2 separate regions of the Sus scrofa genome follow, and region 2 is linked to region 1. The links are chromatin contacts, called in public HiChIP or PLAC-seq maps. All regions are on one chromosome and are shown on one strand. Each heading gives the region's core, a stretch centred on a gene start, on an enhancer-like site or on the middle of the called end of the contact. The rest is flanking DNA. Distances are from core to core; before and after follow the strand shown. Region 1 has its middle 21 kb from the start of EHF. Region 2 overlaps SLC1A2 (excitatory amino acid transporter 2).

Region 1 (6,699 bases), core at 772-3,271:
AACACTTCAGAGAGCAATTTGTTAATTTAGTCAAAAGGAAGATACATATGGAAATCTAGGTCCAGACGCAAGTGCCAGGAAACTTCAGCACACGCTCACAAGGTGACAGTACAAACAGTGTTCATCACGTCACTGTAAAATGAGCAATTAGAAACCCTGGATGTGCTTCAGTAGGAGAACGGATGAATCAATTGCAACAGCATCCACACTCCTTGTGGCTTTCATTCTCTCATTCATTTTGCATTCCGCAAATGTCCAAGAGTTTTGAATTAATATGTGTAAGAATCACCTGGAAAGCTTGTTTAAAAGCAGAATTCCTGGCCCCACCCTCAGAGTCGGAGTCTTAGGTCTGGGGAGGGGTTCAAGGCAAGGGGGCTTTTTTGTACTGCGTCTCTTACCAGTGCGTGTGGTCATTGAGTCAGCTTGCATCTTGGTATTTCATCATTCATCCTGAGGTTAGACTGCAAGCTGGATTTCAAAACTAGGTGGGCTACACATGGACCCCAGTTGCTCATCGCTAACTAGGTTAAAAAGTCCTGGGTGGCCTGGATTGGCAGGATCAAAAGGAAAGGTTCAGGGGGGCATTTCTCCTCTACAGAACTCAGTTTTCTCATATAAAACAAGAAAGCCAAACCAGGAGTTCCCTGGTGGCTCAGTGGGGTAAGGATCTGGCATTGTCACTGCTGTGGCTTGGGACCACTGTGATGCAGTTTGATCCCTGGTCCAGGAATTTCAGCATGCTGCAGGTGCAGCCAAGAAGGAAAGAAAAAAAGAAAAGAAAAGAGGGAGAGAGGAAGGAAGGGAAAGAAAGAAACCCTGAAATGTAATAGCTAATAAAAAATAGTAAAGATGAAAGCCATACAAAATGGGATAAAGTATAGAATAAATTTCCTATTTGTCTCAGCATATTTTCCATTCCACTTCTCCAGAGGGAATCACTTAATCTGTTTCTTAAGATCCATGATATAATAATCTGTGTGAATGTAATTGTGTGCAAATATATGTATTTTATTCTGTTAAAAAAATAACAATAAAATTTTTAAAAAATAAATAAAAAGTAAAGAAAAGAAAGAAAGAAAAAGAAAGAAACCCAAACCAGAGGGAAACCATATTTTCCCTTCCATCCATCACCTCCATGATTCTGTCCCTGGAGGAGTGTGTTGCCCCAGTAAATAAGCCTAATTTTCCAAAGGAGCCCACAGCACTACCTCTACATTCAATAGCATTCCTTTCACCAGAACTCTCTGTTATCAGGTACTTCTGGCTCCTTAAATTCTATGTGGTCCCCGTATGCTCCCAAAGCATCTTCATCAAAGAAGCATTATGTTATTTTTAGAGACCATTTCCCAAGTGAATACAGATAATGGGATTCTAGTGGCTTAAAAGTCAATACATACATTTTAGATATCAAAACTATAAAACCCAGAATATCTGATTAATTATTTGACAGTTGTTTAACTGGACAGGGTTCAGGCAAAGGTTGGCCAAATTTCCTACACATACTTCCCTGCCTCTGTGGACAAGGAAAAATAATCTTGACAAAAGGTTCAAACAAAAACTTGATTCCATGCCATCTCTTTTCTCACGAAACTTGGTTGTTGTGGAGGCATTGATATGACCTAAATATCTTAGGCTTTGGGTCTTGTTTTAACTTTTAAATTGAATCATTAGGGGCTGCTGAGGTAGAGGACAGAGTAGGGTAGCTTTCTGCTCCCAGACAAATTCAGTTAACAAAAATCTGTGTATAGCCCTGTGTCCAGGCAGAAGATCAGAAGGTGTGCTTGCTCTGGCCTGACTGTCCTCAGATTCATTCCCTACTCTTGGCCCCCGCAGCTCTCCTCCACCCCGCTTTTCTGCTCTCTTCCATGGGGTCTGATGTCTGAGCTTGCAAGAGTTTCTGAGGCTCCCGAGTCAGCCAGTTTCAGCCTGTGCCAGCCAGGAGAGGTGTCCACAGGAGACCAGAGGGAGGAAGTGAGAAGCCAGGGTATTTCCTTCCTCATCTCTCTCTGCTCAGGACATGCCTCCAGCAACAACCTCATTTCCTCCATGGCTCCAGCCCCCTGGAGACAGCCCATCAGGGACGCTGGTAACAAGCCTCTCCCTTCCCCTCTTCAGCCTCCAGGCACCAGTGAACTGCTGCCATGGCTAACCTTTGAGTTAACTTATCACGCTCTATTTGGCTTCACAGATCTTCCAACACAGGGATGACCCACCCCCTACATTAAATTCCTTCTACTGAAAACACTTGAGTTTCTGGTTTCCTGGTTGATTCCAACTGCTGCAGGAGGTAACTAGCCCAATCAATATTATAATGCTTTGTCTTCCGTGCCCATCAAGGAGTTTGTCCCCCACCCCACCCCTTTCCTTGGCTTTTTAGGGCCACACCTGTGGCATATGGAAGTTCCCAGGCTAGGGGTCAAATTGGAGGTACAGCTGCTGGCCTACACCACAGCCACAGCAACTCGGGATCCAAGCCTCGTCTGTGACCTACACCACAGGTCACAGAAATGCCGGATCCTTGACCCACTGAACAAGGCCTTGAACCTGCATCCTCATGGATATTATAGTCAGCTTCGTTACCCCTGAGCCACAAAAAGAACGCCAAGGAGTTTGTCCTTTTTATTTTATTTATTTATTTTTTTTTGTCTTTTTGCTATTTCTTGGGCCGCTCCTGCGGCATATGGAGGTTCCCAGGCTAGGGGTTGAATCGGAGCTGTAGCCACTGGCCTACGCCAGGGCCACAGCAACGCAAGATCCGAGCTGCGTCTGCAACCTACTCCACAGCTCACGGCAACGCCGGATCGTTAACCCACTGAGCAAGGGCAGGGACCGAACCCGCAACCTCATGGTTCCTAGTCGGATTCGTTAACCACTGCGCCACGACGGGAACTCCGAGTTTGTCCTTTTTAAAGCCTATTCATCTCACTTAAGCCCAGGGAATCCCTGAGAGCAGACAAAGCAGGGATGACCCCTTTCATTTGACAGAAGAGGGATGAGACACAAAGATGCTAAGGTGATAGGTCAGAGGTGCACAGCTGGCGAACTACAGAGCTGCAGCCAGAATCCACGTATCTCCTGGACTGGTGTGGATCTCCCTATGGCCCTTCTCCCTCTCCCAGCCCCTACCTCCAGAAGACACACTTTAGGAGTTAAAATAAGGATTCATTTGGATCTCATTTGCACTTGATGAAAAGGTGCAGAGCTATGCAAATATACGCCCCAAGGAGGTCGAGGGAGTATTTATTTCTATTCTGATCTTTATAAGAACATTTTGCATTTAAGTCAACCAGCCTTTGCTGGCCGTTTGGAAATCCTAGCACAGTGTTTCTCAAAGTCAGAGTTACATAGGGGAGAAAGGTGTTTCTGATAAAAACTCAGATTCTGCTCTCCCTCCCACTGAAATAAAAAATCTGGGGAAGGGTACTGGGAAAGTATATTTTTTTATAGCATTCCAGGTGACACTGAAAAAAAACAAATTTTGAAGGCTGCTGTAACATGAGATTTAAAAAAAAGGGAGTTCCCATCGTGGCTCAGTGGTAACAAACCCCACTAGTAACCATGAGGACGTGGGCTGAATCCCTGGCCTCATTCAGTGGGTTAAGGATGCAGCATTGCCATGAGCTGTGGTTTAGGTCACAGACATGGCTCAGATCTGGCATTGCTGGGGCTGTGGTGTAGGCCAGCAGGTGTAGCTCCGACTCGACCCCTTGTTCGACCCCTAGCCTAGGAACTTCCATTTGCCGTGAGAGCAGCCCTTAAAAAAAAAAAAAAAAAAGTCATTGTCCACAGAGAAGAAGGGATCAGCAAGACAATGGTTTGTGGCCAAATAAAGACCCAGCCCCTCAGGCTTCCATCAACAATAAGAGGTACTGGGGTTCCCATCGTGGCTCAGTGGTTAACAAAACCGACTGGGGGCCATGAGGTTGCGGGTTTGATCCCTGGCCTTGCTCAGTGGGTTAAGGATCCTGCATTGCCATGAGCTGTGGTGTAGGTCGCAGACGAGGCTCGGATCCTGTGTTGCTGTGGCTGTGGTGTAGGCCGGCGGCTACAGCTCTGATTCGACCCCTAGCCTGGCAACCTCCATATGACGCACCAAAAAATGGCAAAAAGACAAAAAAAAAAACCCCACAAAACAAAAACAAAACAAAAAAACAGTAAGATACCACTCTGACACCCTACTGTGTTTCAGGTTTGGTCTCAGACCCTGCCTGAGCATGGCTCTAGTTATTCCTCACAGCAATGCCATGAAGCAGCTGTCAGAGTTCCCATTTTACACATGAGAAATCTGAGACTCAGATTAAATAGCTGCTGCTGGCTCACCCACCTATGACCCAAATTCCAATCAAGCTCTGCGTGAAGCCAAAGTTGGGCTTCTTGTCTGTCCACGCCACCCTCCCCAGAATGGAGCCAGCTTCATCTCCAAACTATCATAGGGACAATTCTATGCCAAGCTGGCTCTGTGTGGGGCAGCCTCATTCTGTTCTCCATGGGGTCTGGGCTGCTTACTACTCATTCCTGAACAAGAAGGCAGTGCAGCTGCAAAGAGGGCAGGTGCATGGCATCCGACCCTCCTTTATAAACCAGGTGACCGGCAGAGATCCTGGCAGATGAGACACCCAGTGGTCTCTTGATTGTCCTTCTCACGTTTTCCCAGGGGCCCTTGCAGGCTCTTCAACCCCTGCACTTGGCTCAGCAGCTTCTGGTTTTGCCCCAAACCAGTAGGAACAAATCAGAAAGCCTGAAAGCAGATGTCAGCATTAATCTACACACAGAGGCCCCAGGGGAAGCAGCCCAACTGTTGTTCTTATCACAAATGTTTAAAAAATTAATAACATGAAGGGGCAAGTGTGCAAGCACAGGGCGCTTGACATCTGGATGATCTTGCATCATCTAAGCTGCCTTTTCTTTTTTCCTAACACATTGCTTTACGTGTCTGGTCACCATTCTGTTGACACTGCTATTTGGATCAGCCAGGCTAATGAAACTGCCAGATAGAGACTGAGGGAGGCTGGGTGGGGCTGGGGGATTCTCAGATCAGGACGATCATTCTGAGGGTGCAGAGAGGGCTGCTGACCTATAAGGAAATGTCTGATGCTCCCCCAAGGCTGCGGTGTTCTCTCTTTATCCTTCCCAACAGTTGTTGGACTGCATCCTGCCTTGCTTAATTTTTTTTTTTTTGGCCTTGCTTAATTTTATATGCACATCTCAGTAGACATTTGTCACATATATGAGGTTTCCCCAGTGAGCTTTAGAAACCAAAAACCTGAGTTCAAATCCAAGGCCAATCACTTACTAGCTGTGTTCTCTTGGACATATGCATTAACCTCTCTGAGACTTAGTTCACGCTTCAGCAAAATGGAGATGATAATAGCATATTAAACTTGTTAGAATTGCTGAAGGAAAAAACCTTTTTTAAACTTGTATATGAAGCAGTTATCACAACACCTAATTCGACAAATATTTCTTGAGTGCCTTCTATGTGCCAGACACAGTTCAAAGCCCTGGAAACAGTTGTGGTGAGCAAAAAAACATAGTGTCTGCCCTCAAAGAGCTTATAAACTAGTGGCAGAGGCAGACAATAAACCAGTAGGTATATTTACAATACACTGCCACTTAGCAGTAAGTGCTCTGAAGGAAAATAAAGCAGGGCGAGGTGTAGAGAGTGGCAGAGGGAAGAGCCAACACTGATACTGATGAGGTGGTCAAAGATGATGTCTCTGCAGAAGTGACATCTGATTAGAGGTGTGGATGCAATGAGGAAATAAAACAGATGGATATGTGGGGCAAGAACATTCCGACAGAACAAAGAGCAAGAATAAAGAGCCTGAGACTGGAGCAGTTTTATTTAAGGAACAGCGCAGAGGCAAGTGTGGCTTGTGAACCACAGGGAAGGTTAAGGAAGAAGCTAAAAGGCAAAAAATAAAAAAATTAAAAAATAACAGAGCTATAGGTAGATAGCTAAGACTAAATTCCTTCACTGATTCATAATACCCTCCCATCCTGGGTGGAATACTGCTAGTACCTTGACAGATACAGAGATGATCAAACATAGAATTTATCTTTGATAAACCCTGAACCATTAGTCTAGTAGGGGAGAAAAATATCTAAATAATGAGAAAAGAAAACTACAGGTGTCTTAAAAAGAGGTGTGGTAAGAAATACAGAAGCCTGAAAGAGAGAGCCTTCACCTCTCACAGTCACTCTCACCACCAGAAACTTGGAGACATTAATGAAAGATGAGAGTTACATTAAGACTGTACAACAACTGTGTCTGCCATGTGCAAAGAGGTAAAAATTGAACTTAAAACCTTTCAGCAACTAGAATAAAATCATAGAAATTCTACAATTCTAATATTTAAAAACTCAATAACCAAAGTTAAAAAAAACACAACAGATGCGTTTAATAACAAATTCAACACAGGTAGGTATAGAGAGAATTAGTGAACTGAAAGGGAGGTCAGAAGAAATTACCTTCTCAGAATGAAGCAGAAGGAGACACAATGATGGAAAGCACAAAGATGAGAAGAATACAGTGAGCAGACCTCTCACATAGTTTTTTTCAGGAATACTAGGAGAAGAAGTTAGGAAAAGAATAGCAGAATAATGGCCTAAAATTATGGAAGGAAGGAAAAAAGAGCAAAAATTAATGAAATAGAAAAAATACAATAAATGGTATTAATAAAATTGAAATTTGCTTCT
Region 2 (6,889 bases), core at 806-3,305, 710 kb before region 1:
GCTGTACGACATAATGATTCAGTATGTCTGTACCTGTAAAACTGAAGTGATCTGTCCTTCTGAAGAAGATCCAGGTTTCTCCATCTAATCGTTGTCAGCTTCTTTTCGCTGCTGTTCTTCACAATTTCAAACAGATTTCATGTCACATTCAAGATGAGTCCTTTTTCACAGGCGTGGGAGGGAGCAACACAGTTTGAGTACCATGACAAAGATTAAGCACCTGAGTTTATAAACTGAGAATGCCAGTGGTTTTGATCCTTTTGTCATTTGTATTTTTGGGGTGTTTTTTTCAACACTAAATTCTATAAAATTTTTAGATAATTTTAGACTTAAAGAAGAACCGTGAAAATAATACGGAGAGTTCCCGTATGCCCCTCACTCAGCTTCCTGTCAGGGTAGCATTTTACATAACCACAGAACATTGATTAAGACTAAAATTAACCTTGCCCCAATACTATCAGAACTCATTCAGATTTCGCCAGGTTTTTTTTTTTTTTTTTTTTTTGTCTTTTTAGGGCTGCACCCGTGGCACATGAAGGTTCCCAGATTAGGGAATGTATCAGAGCTGTAGCCACCGGCCTACAGCACAGCCAAGCAATGCGGGATCCAAGCCACACCTGCAACCTACACCACAGCTCACAGCAACGCCAGATCCTTAACCCACTGAGCGAGGCCAGGGATCGAACCTGCATTCTCATGGATGCTAGTCAGATTCGTTTCCACTGCGCCATGACGGGAACTCCAGATTTACCCCGGTTTTCCACACAGGTCCTCTCTCAGTGCTGGGATCCAATCCAGGATCCCCCAGTGCATTTAGCTGTCTCTTTTCTTCCCATCTGGGACAGTTTCTCAGTCTTTCCTTGTCCTTTTTGACCTTGACACTTTTGAAGGGGACTGATGAGCTATTTGGTAGAATGCCTCTCAAGTTGGGATTATCTAATAATTGCTCCATTTCTGGCTTTTTAGTTGACTGCTCTATATATCCTTGATGACTCAGGCAGAGAAGCCATTTATAAATGAAAGTTTCAAGGCATCATAAATCTGTCCCTCTGAGATGAGCCTGGTTGTGTATTAGAGATCCTACAGGTTAAGAGTATAGACTCCGGACTCAGAGAGCCTGAGTTTTGTCCCAGGGTTCTGTTTCTGCCCCTGTGATGTACCTGCTCTGTGACCTTGTGACTATTATTTGACCTCTCTGTGCTTTCATGGCTTCATCTACAAAATGGGCATAATATAGAAACGGTCTCTTCAGGTTGTGGTGGAGATTGAGTTAAATCATGAGCTGCCTCCAACAGTACCTTGCATGTAGTCATCACTCAGCACGTCTCAGCTGCTACCATGGCTGCAGCCTCTGTGGCCCCTTCCTATGAAGCTCAGGGCCAGTCCTCTCTCGGTGTCACTTCTCAGGTCTGCAAATTCAGGTGTGGTTCTGGCCAGAGTGATGACCTTGCAGCAAACCCTTAGGGTTTAGGGACCGGGTCCTCAGGTCCCATCTAGAAAGCTCATTTCAACTGAATGACTGAACCCAGATTGCCAGGATCATGTAGAGGTTCAGTCTCCAGGGCCTCCTGGCTGTGCTCTGCTCTTCGGATGCACGTGTCGCATCTCCCACCCTTAACCCGTGCCAGCAGCCCTGGGCTCTGCTCTGCACTCTCTCCAGGCTCCCTTTCTGTGCTCTGCGCTTCTGTTCCTCTGTTCTGTATTCTTCTGGGCCTCTCACCGTGGTCCCTTCTCTTCACCTTCATCCTCAGAATTGATATGAAGTGGGATGATGAGGATATGAGGCAGGATGATTACATACCTGCTTCTCTAGAAAGACCGGCCGGCCGGGTTTAATTCCCAGCCCCATCCCTTTCACATTACTTAGATCCCTGTGCTGTGGTTTCTTTGTCTCTGAAAGGAGCTAATAATGATAGTAACAGTGATTACAGGGAGAGTGACTGAGGCTTTATTCTCTGAGCTGCATTGTGTTAAATGTTACCTCTATTGTTGAATTCAGTCCTCATTGCAACTGTATGATGTAACTACTAACAAGCTTTGGATTTACCGGAAGAGAAACTGAGAGATGGTTTAAGTAACTTGCCCAAGATCACAGAGCTCAGAGATGGAGGAGTAGGATTCAAACCCTGCCCCTGGCTTTGGAACTCACATTCTCATTCACTGTGCTCTTTGCTGCCTGGGGTCTTGGTGGGTTTCTGTAACACTTTAGTAAAGTTCAGTAAACTTGAACAGTAACTAATCCCATGATCTGACTTCTGCTTCCTCAGGCTCATGGTTTATGCGATTCAGTGTTGCAGCTTCTAGGATGTCTGGGTCCTGGACCCGGCACTCTGCACCACGCGCAGGGAACACCCTGTCCAATTCCCAGACCAATGTACCTCCAACTCACTCTGTGCTAGCCACACAGCCCCCCACCCAGCAGATAGGCTCCCTCACAATCCTTCACCTTGATACAGCCCAGCCTGCAGTCCTCTGTTTCTGATCTACTCAGTTTCTAGTATGTTCACTCCTTTTCCATTTAGTTTCACCTTGCACCTCTGACCTTTGGTTCTGCTTCTCTGGCCCTGTTTCTGCCTTTTCCCCCTCACCCACAGCTGGCCTCATACCTACCCTGGACCAGCTTCTTCCTGTCCTCGGCTCAGCCTCTGTTGTGTGGCACAGTCCGAGGTGAATCCTTGTGACTGTTGTTCCCGTTGGGTTTGCTCCACTCATGAAGGGACTTTACCCTGTTATGGAAATAGCAGCACTTGGCCTTGGGCCTTGAGGTCTGAAAGAAGGTATTCAAGGAGAAGGTGCAGAAGAAGAGCTATAGGAGAGACGGAACAGGAGCCAGCCAGCGTTTTGTTCCCTGGGCCCAGGAAGCCCTTTTCCCATTCTGTGACTGGAGGGCCCCTGTGTTCCCGCAGGCTCCATTCCTGTCACTGTGTCTGAGACAGGGCCCAGCTCAGGCCCTACTTTGGCAGATCCTAGTGCTTCTGAAAGTCTGTCCACCCAGGGTATACACAGGCCCAAATCTGTGACCACACAGTTATCAGGGAGATGTAGTGGGTGAAGTCCAGGTGCTCCAGCCAGACTGCCTGCGTTTGCATCCCTAACCACCAAGCGCCAAAGCTACCGAGCTCAGGCAGGAGACTGAAATCCTTATACCTCAGTTTCTTCATCTGTAAAATGTATCTACTAAGGAGGGTACTCACCTTACAAAGTAATTTTTTTTTGCTTTTTAGGGCCATCCCCAAGGCATATGGATGTTTCCAGGCTAGGGGGTCCCATTGGAGCTACAGCTGCGAGCCTACACCCCAGCCACAGCCAACGCGGGATCCGCACTTTATCTTCAACCTACACCATAGGTCACTGCAGTGCCAGATCCTTAACCCACTGAGTGAAGCCTGGGATCGAACCCGCAACCTCATGGTTCCTAGTCGGATTCATCTGCTGCACCACGATGGGAACTCCACAAAGTAATTTTAAGGAAGCTCAAAGTGTTGATTATAATTATTTTTATTAGTGGGCATTTTTCGAGGCTACCGATAGCATCATACTCATATTTGCAGCTGGTTCCGGCCTAGGTCCTTCCTGGTTATTGACAATAAATTTGCACTAAGTACCTGAGGACTTGAGAATAAATATCTCAAATAAATTGTATGGGGTGTGTACTTGGGAGCTATGAAGAAAAGTGAAAAAGTTAGTAATCTAGCTCAGAGGGTTTGAATGTGAGCTCCATGCCTGGGCTCCAGAACCACAGAAGCAGAGGAGATGGGACCAGCACACACGATGAAACTGCAGGAGAACAGTAACTGAATGAGGCCATCAGTTGGGTGATGTGAGCTATTAATGAAGGCTCTATATGAAGTGATGAAATTTGGAAGTTCTCATTGTGGCTTAGCAGGTTAAGAACCAAACTAGTATCCATGAGGATGTGGGTTTGATCCCTGGCCTCACTCAGTGGGTTAAGGATCTGGCACTGCCATGAGCTATGGTGTAGGTTGAAGACAAGGCTCGGATCCCGCATTGGCTGTGGCTGTGGTGTAGGCCAGCAGCTGTAGCTTCAATTCGACCCTTAGTCTGGGAACTTTCATATGCCTTGAGGGCAGCCCTAAAAAGAAAAAAGAAAAAAAATGATTGAAGTGATGAGATTCTAGGTCCAGCTGAACATGAGGGAAAGAAGCACCCAATTCTATGAGAAAAGACAGCAGGGAGCAAGGCTCAGCTGCCTGGAGGGATGATGGGGTGGGGGTGGGGCGGGCAGCCTCATCATGACTTTTCACCAGACACACTTCCTTCTCTCCCCCTTCCATTCCTTCTCTGCCTTCTCTCCAAGTCGCTTCTTTGCTCGCCCCTCTACCTGGCTATACTCTGCCCATCTTGGGAAGCTGCAGACAGTAGTTAAGACGCCAAGGGCTGAAGGAGAAGCCAGGCCGGACCCCAGGGCTCCTTCCTAAACTTCCCATGACATTGAGTGGCTTCATAGCTCTCGGGCTACTCTTATTTTGTTCTATTTTTGTTTTTTTTCAACCTAGCAAATTTTTAGACCAGCAGCCTAGTCAAATGAGTTTCAAGATCCGGTAGGGTAACGCCTCTTAGACCTCAGAGTGTTTAAGAATCACCTGGGGATGCTGTTAGAAATTCAGTTTCTCAGTCTGCGGGGCTGGGCGGAGCCTGAGACTCTGCGGGTTTCTATCTCCCAGGTGATAATTGCCGGAATACCCATTAAGAGAAGGAGCACATTCATTCAGCCAGTGGTACTTCTGACTGTTCACTAAAGCATTCAAGCTACAAAAGCGATGCCTCCACCATCCCTGAAGAGGTGGCCTCCTCCTCAAGACATGCAGTGAGGTCACCGTCTTCCTTAGCAGAAGTTTCCCAGGCATGTCCCCTCATCTGGTGGTGCCGAGGAAAATGAGGCTCTAGGTTCAAAATCAGCTTCGCAGGGAGCAGTCAGCTTTACTTTGATCCACAGATGGGGACTCTAACTCAGCCACTGAAGTCATATGCAAGCGCTGACAAGGGCTTGAGAAAAATCCACTGTAACTGAGGGATGAGGTTCCGAGGGCTCACCTGGACCACAGTAGATACTCGTCCAGGTCAACAGGAAGGGAGTGAATGTGGATTATGGCCAAGTGGGTGCCCTGTCCAGGTGGTGAGGGGAGGCCATAGACAGGAGGTGAATGGAATGATAGGAGACAAGGGATCGGGACCCATACCGGGAGTGTCCATGGTGGGCTGGAGGAGGAGACTTGCTCAGGATGGATGAGGAAGGAAGTGCTCACTCAGGGAGCACTAGACTTACAGGTGCAGGACCAGAGTCAATATGGGAGAGTCACTTCATTTCATTGTCTGGGCAAGAGAAGAGCTTAACACTCCCAACCGGCTGATGGGAGAGGGGGGTGCCTTCCTTTCTGGCTCTCTGTGCCCCCACAGACCGTCGGGGAGGGCAGTTTGCCATCTTCCATCCACTCTGCCCATCTTTTCGTCCCCTTCTGTTCTTGGTCTGGGAGGTTATAAAAGCTCTAATTGGCCACTAAGGATGCTGGGAAAGGAGGCTCAACCCCTACATTTCTCCCCCCAGCCATGTGCTTGAGTGAGACAGCTGTTCAGATGGAATGAAAGGCCATCCATCTCTCCCCGCACGGCCCCCGTTCCCCCTGCTCAGCCCTTCTCTTCACTCTCTGCTCCATGCGGAAGAGTCCCTCTGCCTCCCGTGGAACCGCAGGGATGCCTTACAACACCTGCTCCATTCTTTGGTCTCCTCTGCCAACCCACAAATCCTGTCTATTGGTCGCTTGGGTGTTGAGACTCCAGGCTGCTTCTCTTGCGGCTGGTGGGGCATCGTTCCCCCTACGCCAGCATCATCCTTGCTCAAGTGAAAGCTGAAGTCATTCAGTTGTGTCAGGAGAGTCTTGGTGTCAGAGGTTGAGCCCTGTGTGGCCTGCAGGTGGACCACCTCCAGTGAAGAGTGGGAAGGGGCTGTGGAACGGTCGCCCCTCTCGCATCCCTTCTCCTAGCAATCTCCGCAGCCAGAGGTGCTCCTTGCTGTCTTCCTATATGGACTGTTTCTTACGTTTCTACCTCAGGATACTTATCATAGTCATATCATAATGATACTTACCATCACTTATGTATTTGAGTTACTTCCATCCCATCCTACCCCAGCCCCCTGTCTCACCACATATACATACCACTCCAACAACTATGTGATGAGTTCTCAGATGGTGAGGTCTAGTCCTTTCTGGCCTGTAATGGACAGCATAGAAGGCAGTCCACGAAAATTCAGAATAAATGTATCACATCCTGATGTGGAAATGCCAAGCTCTTTTCAGGGCTCCGTCTCTGGCCGTGTCGTACTCTGAAGGGTTCAAGGGCTTTGTGTCAGGACCAGTGCTCTGATAGGCACCGACAAAGCCATTTTCATAAATGAAAGAACCTAAATTTCCACCCATAACCTACCCACCCTGCTTCCCACAAATGTCTGTCTGTGACCTTGGATGTCTTTAGCCACAGCACGAAGTATCCTTAGGCTGCCAGCTAGCTAAGACCTGAGACTGTCCGTCCTGTCCTTTGCTTCAGAAGCAAGTGATCAAACCCAAGCCGGAGCATCCAGCAGGCTCCAGGGAAGCAGAGTGGCTTTCCTGGACTGTTCCACCTGTTCTGGGGCTCGTGACCTCAGCTGGAGACTCTTGGGTGCATTCTGGGTGTGACCCTGAGGCGGATTGAGAGCAGGGCAGGGCCCTTCTCCCTCGGTTCCACAGACTGTGTGGACCTTTATCTCCAAGGTCCCCCTGTCTTTATTTGCAGCCTCCAGCCTGGGTTTCCATTCACTCCCTGCACGTTTGTTTTGCTTCAGTCCAGGAGTGACAGGCAGGTGCGAGGCTTCTGATAAGGAACCTGGAGC

The links. HiChIP or PLAC-seq counts read pairs in DNA pulled down with a chosen protein or histone mark.
Region 2: a contact with region 1 is called in an H3K27ac HiChIP or PLAC-seq map of alveolar macrophages, with 3 times the contacts expected there. The contact joins two enhancer-like sites. A contact is called at or near these places in 7 of 47 Hi-C or Micro-C datasets (embryonic fibroblasts, epiblast stem cells, mesenteric adipose tissue and 3 more) and 1 of 2 datasets of contacts at active chromatin or transcription factors (alveolar macrophages).

The regions. Positions count from the first base shown.
Region 1 is chr2:26,358,265-26,364,963 of Sscrofa11.1, forward strand. No RefSeq gene overlaps it. Among named protein-coding and RNA genes, the nearest start is that of EHF, 21 kb to the left of the region's middle. Within about 2 kb of position 2,022, at least 5 of the 83 cell types and tissues checked have an H3K27ac peak or open chromatin away from gene starts, as enhancers often do. A contact at or near this core is called in alveolar macrophages, where this site is marked.
Region 2 is chr2:25,647,131-25,654,019 of Sscrofa11.1, forward strand. The region is part of intron 1 of SLC1A2 (excitatory amino acid transporter 2); the gene reads left to right. Among named protein-coding and RNA genes, the nearest start is that of SLC1A2, 47 kb to the left of the region's middle. Within about 2 kb of position 2,056, at least 2 of the 83 cell types and tissues checked have an H3K27ac peak or open chromatin away from gene starts, as enhancers often do. A contact at or near this core is called in alveolar macrophages, where this site is marked.